Linked DNA regions of Oryctolagus cuniculus: region 2 is linked to region 1. The links are chromatin contacts, called in public Hi-C maps. All regions are on one chromosome and are shown on one strand. Each heading gives the region's core, a stretch centred on a gene start, on an enhancer-like site or on the middle of the called end of the contact. The rest is flanking DNA. Distances are from core to core; before and after follow the strand shown.

Evidence for each region. A called contact is a pair of places that touch in the nucleus more often than the background predicts.
Region 2: a Hi-C map of psoas muscle shows a contact between it and region 1, with 3 times the contacts expected there. The contact joins the enhancer-like site here to the promoter of BACH2 in region 1. A contact is called at or near these places in 2 of 6 Hi-C or Micro-C datasets (psoas muscle and an unstated tissue).

The regions. Positions count from the first base shown.
Region 1 is chr5:82,212,727-82,215,532 of mOryCun1.1, reverse strand. BACH2 (BTB domain and CNC homolog 2) reads right to left here and starts at 1,443. Exons shown (of 7, transcript XM_070073780.1): 1 at 1,048-1,443.
Region 2 is chr5:82,454,910-82,457,715 of mOryCun1.1, reverse strand. The region is part of intron 3 of BACH2 (BTB domain and CNC homolog 2); the gene reads right to left. Among named protein-coding and RNA genes, the nearest start is that of GJA10, 210 kb to the left of the region's middle. Within about 2 kb of position 1,360, at least 4 of the 8 cell types and tissues checked have an H3K27ac peak or open chromatin away from gene starts, as enhancers often do.

The DNA of each region.
Region 1 (2,806 bases), core at 194-2,693:
CTCCGCCCCCCTCCAAGTTGTCCAACTCGCCTGCAAGCGAGAGGGTGCGGGACAACCCGCGCGCCACAAGCCCCGAGGCAGACACGTGCGCCCGGCCCGGCCCGGCCCGGCCCGAGTTCTTGCAAATCCCCATCCAGATCGAGGCGGTCGAGATGCTAGTTGGAGTCCCCGGCTCGCGGGCAGCTGGGGTAGCCCGTGAGCGCCGCCCGCCGCCCTGTCCAGAGTGCCCGGCCGCACAGGCAGCTAGAACCGAGACCCACGGCGCGCCTCGATTTGGAGAGCCGGGGTCTCCCCGACCGACATTCCCAGGTGGAGCTCCGGGGCTGTGTGCGTGCGTTGCACGTAGGCTTCGTGCAGTACCCCGGGAGAGGGAGGTGCGAGGCTTCCCTGCAGGAGCCTCGAGCCCCAGGTTTAAGCTCCGCGGGACGCATTCCGACAACCCGGGAGGCAGAGATTCCACTCAGGTGTGCGCCGCGAAGCCCCCAACCTGCCCCTTTCCTGGGAGCCTAAACTTGGGCTTGGATCTCCCGCCAGCGGCTGCGGTCTGGGCCACCGGCAGCGGCTGACAGCTGAGCGCAAAGGAGCGGCGGCGCGGACCGGGAGGCGGCAGCCCGGCTGGGCGCGGGTCTCGCGGGCCGGGGGGCCGGGCGGCACAGGCTTGGCCCGGCCGGGGCAGGGCCGTGGGTCTGACAGCTGCGGCAGCTCCCGCGGCCGCGCGCTTCGCTCCACCCGCCCTCCCGCGCCTGACTTATTACCCTCTGCTCCTCCTCCCCCTGCTGTTCCAAAACACCCGTCGACGCGAGCAAAATACAATGCCGCCTCGCCCGCCGTAAACAGCCAGGCGGCAGAGCGCCCGTTCGCCGCGGCGCCCACCCGCTTCCCGTTCCTAGAAAATGCCATAAAAGCGGGAGGGCGCGGGGCGGGCGGCTGCGCGCGGGGCGCTGGGCAGGGCGGCCGCGGCTCCGCTTCCCCACGCCTCCCCGCCTGCCCCGCGCACCCGTTCCCCCTGCATGCTCGCCCGCCGCCCCGCCGGGGCCGGGGACTCACCTCGCCGGAGAACTTCGCGTCCTTTCCGCCTCCTCGTCCCCACGTCTGCCCGGCCCGAGCCCCGTCCCAGCAGCCGGCGCGGTGGGCGGTTCGGGGGGTCACCGAAGGCTCGCAGAGGGGACGCGCATCACATGGCAGCTCGTTCCCAGCCCCCGAGTGCGCCGGGAAGGGGGAGGGGAGGGGCGAGAAGCGGCCAGGGAGAGGGCGAGAGCGGGGCGGCGGCGGGAGCGGGCGGCGAGGGCGCGGCGGCGGGAGCGGGAGCGCTGGTGCGACCGCAGCCGGGCGTGCACGGCCGCTGCTGTGCTGTGCGGCGGCGGCGGCGGCGGCTGCTGCGGCGGCGGCGGCTCGGCGGTGTTTGCTCCGTGCCGCGCGGCTTGCGCTCTCCCTGGAACGCCCACACTCTCAATCGCTACATTGTTGACATTCGGCGCTGACGTCACCCGCTCCCCATTCACAATAACTTTACGGGAGCCGGGCAGCGCACCTCCCCGGCCGCTGGGGCGCCGTACGCCCGGCGACTAGCGTAAGCCGCTCCGCGAATGGCGCTCCGGGGGCGGGGGCGGGCGCGCGCTCCGCCGGCTCGCGGGAGGGGGCGCGCCGAGCTCCCCGCTTTGTGCGGCCGTGCGGCCCGCAGAGCCCTCTGCTCCCGGCGGGGCTGCCCGCTCGGCTGGCAGGGCCTTGCAAGAGCAGGGTTAGGGGTTTGGGCTTGGGGAGGCCAGGGCGGGAGAGGGGCCAGAGCCCAGGGCACTGCCTCCAGGCCCGGGAGCGAGACCTGAGACTGCTGGGCTGTGGTCTGCGCGTTTTTCCTGGACAAGCCCGAAAAGGTGCTCCACGCACCCCTCTCCCTCCCACTTCCCCCAGGGCTGACCGGACCCCTGCTTCTGCCTAGGGACAGGCCGACCGAGAGGAGCACCCGACCGAGGCTAACGTTTGGATCTTTTTCAGCAGCGCCTCGGCCTGCCCCATTCCAGGAACGTCTAAGCACCCCCGGCCAGGTTATGGAAAGAGCGCTCGCTCTGTGCGAAGCTCAATTCCAAGTCCAGCTCCCCAGCTCCAGCCACCTTGCCAGCCTGTCCCTGGAGGCTGCAGGGTGTTGCCCCTATGGCCATCGCGCGGCTGCCCCGTCAGGAGAAAGCTTGGTAGTTAGAGTTTTAAGAGAGTCGTTAGGGACCCAGGCTGGAGAGATAGGCTTGCAGTAAAATTAGGTTGGGTGAGTGCAGTGCTGCTGCCTGCAGCTTTACCCGTGGAGAGGCCAGGAAACTCTGCCACGTTTCCCTAAACACCTATAACTTGGCCCCTTGGGTAAGGGCACTATTCCGTATTATTGCATGTGGTGCTGATTTTTAATGAATATTATAAAACTTTGGCTCGCTCTACTGAGGGAAGGATCGTAAATCCCCCCTATAAAACAGGCACTGGCATATGCTGAGGAAGCAGGGGAGCCTCGCCCTGGGAGTCTCGTGATATCACCCGGAGTGTGGCTGCAGCCACCTTCGATTTGAGGGCAGAATTTTTAAAGGCCCCACTTGGAACGGCTGTGTGGAAAGCTAAGCCACGGCCAAAAGCAAGCTGAAGGCGCTAAGCTGATTTTTCTAACAGCGCTGGAAGACCTTGACATGTGGATCTGGGCCCGGCCTGGGACGTTTTCTTTGCTAACCCTTTTGGGTTTTAGATGAGAAAAACCCTTGGAGCTCAGAGTAGCCCTTGATCACTTGACTTTAGGTCCCAGTGCCCCTTTGCCCTGTTTCTGAGACCCCTG
Region 2 (2,806 bases), core at 111-2,610, 240 kb before region 1:
AAGTCACTGCCACTCTCGCTCTGGATGCGAGATCTCACCTACTCCCATTAGGCCAACGTTGGCTCTTCCAGCTGCCACTCTGTTGGGGAAAGAGAAGTAAGCCAGCTCTCACAGCACGACACCATCAAAGCTGCCAAGGAGGCGGGCAGCATGCTGCGGATCACACAGGAGGGGCCGCAGATTTTGCCGGAAAGGATCAGAACAGCGTCCTGGTGGAGATGACACTTAGACGACGACTTGAAACCAAGAGTTAACCAGGTGGAGAGGGTGCAAGGTCTTTCCAGGGAGATACAAAAGACTTTGTGAAGGCGAGCTGGAGCGAGAGACGTGGCAGCACGGTTTTTGCCTCTCTTCACTTCCTCCGTTGTTTTTCTCTGACTTAGCTTAACTTTCTGAGGCTCTTTTCTGTTCAGGCTTGGAATGTATCTTGTCTTCTGCTTTAAGAAGTGTCCATTACACGGCTGTCAAAGCTCTTCATACAATACCTGATTACTCTAACTGTGATGTGAGCATTCAGTAGCCAAAGCACCAGCAACGTGACTGTACTAAGTAGGGCTTGACTCTACTCTTTTTTTTTTTTTTTTTTTTTTTTTTTTTTTTTTTTTTGAGATTGAGCCAGCACTTCGGTTTGATTAGGGTAGAAAAGCAAACAGCTTCCCAGGTATCAAAAGGCTGTCAAAGGTCACCCAGAGCCATGAACTGGACCCCAGTACTCTGACGGAACCGGACAAGGGATATAGGTCTTCTTTTCTTTATTAGCTGACCTGTGTTTCTCTTCAATGCCACTAGCCAGCAGTGCTTAGAACAAGGCATTTTGGAATTTCCAAATTATTTCTAAGGCCCTGGTTCACAAATTCTCATGGAGATTGGGGAGTGAGTGCATGGTAGAAGTGCGAACCACCCCACAAGGTAACTTCCACACCTGTTACCTCCTTCGCTGGGCCCTTCTTTGCCACTGGCCCCTCAGCTACCTAACCCCATCTCTGTGAAAAGTGCACAGTAATTCGAGGTTTCCTTCAGCTTCCAACAGGTGGAAAGGCACCATTCGCAAATCCACCCTATCAAAAACCAGAAGAGGGATCTAAGCCTTCAATGAAGAACCCTAAACACCCTGCCAGAAAGTCCCAAACAACCCTGAAAAGTGAGAATAAAACTACCAAAAGCTGACGGAGAGTAAGAAGCATTACTTCCAACCCACACTTGTCTTTCTAAAAAAAGCCAACCAAGGCCTGGAAAAAAAAAACACACACACACACACACACAAAACACCAACCCCGCAACACGAGAAATCTAACATCGTGAACATATTTCCTATCCTCACATAGCTTACGAAAGTGCTTCTGAGCTTTTCCCTGGCTCATTTACAACGACGAGAGGGAGCAAAAAGGAAATGCAACAGATGGTACCGAGAGGAGAGGCACTACCAGGCTCTCTTGCAGTGATTTATCTGCACAGAGATTTATCTCTCTTGGGTGAGGCTTCAAACGTGCAGATGTACCAATGGCTTGGTCTTGCTCAAGAACAATACAAACGAGGCTCCTTTAAAAAAGCTGCAGGTTATCAGGTCTGTTTACTACTGCGGTCTATTTTTGTTGTTTCTAAAACAGATCACGCCAGCCTCCCTGCCACCCTCCCAAGCTGACTCCACAAGAATCTTATCTGGTACTGATTTAGAGCTGACAGGTGGTACATGCATAATTAAAGATGACCTAACATAGAATGCTCTCATTCCTGGCATATTATCAGACACTTAAGCAAAGCAATTATCAGTAGGCAATCTTTCCTGTCAACAGAGATAGAGATGAAACATTTCTTCAATTAAGAGGATTCTGCAAGGATGCCGTACAGACCCTATGGATGCAAGCTTCAGCATCAGGTACTAAGTTAGCTCCAGCAGCACCTTCGGTCAGTGCACGCGCGTCCTCCTCCCTGCCCCCCCCCCCCCCGCCCCTTTCCTGGAAGGTCAGATTTCAAACATCAAAATAGGAAATTTGGGGATGCTGCCAGAACCAACAAGGAAGTCTGTGCCTTTTCCTGCCCCGGCCCTGTTGAGGGCTGCAAATATCCGAGTCTTCCTTAAAGGCTCAGAGTGAAAAGAGGCTAGGGTGCATATTCAAGTAAATTCAATTAAAATTGCTCTTCAAAGCAGGATTACTCCCTCCCTGTGCTCCCCCGATGTCAGAAGGATTTAGAGAATTAGGATCAAGCCTTAAAACTCCTCTCAAGTCTAAGTGACTTAAAGGATTTTTTTTTCATTTTCAAGAAATAAATATTATTCAAAGCAAGAAAGGTCTTCGCAAAACGGTGGATTTCCCATTTTAGGTGAAGGAGGGAAGGGGCCACTGCACCCCCTAATAGAGTGCAGGGTTTTTACATACATAATAGCGCAGGTCCTTTATATACATGAATGCATTTTTAGCTTCCCTGAGAACAGAAATTGCTTCAGTGTCTTTGCGAGACGAGTGATTTTCGCTGCTTTTTCTTTAACAGTGGTTTATAAGCTAATAGGTCTTTCGAAGCCCAGGCAAAGGACTGCCTTCCGCGGGCATTGAGAACTTCGCAACATTGGCTGTGCCTACTTAGCCACGTTTCACAAGAAGTCTTATTGTTTAAATTCCTACACCCTGATGTCACGGCTGAACAAATGACCTCATTGTTCAGCTGAACATGCCTTTTATAGGCGCTCTGGTGGTACAGCTGCTGGTGGTGTTCGCGCTTTTTTCCCTCATCGAGTCAAGACCAGAAGTCTCTCTTTCTGCGGTGCGAGGAGCTTAGGCACACGGCGCTGTGGGGCAGCTGAGCTCAC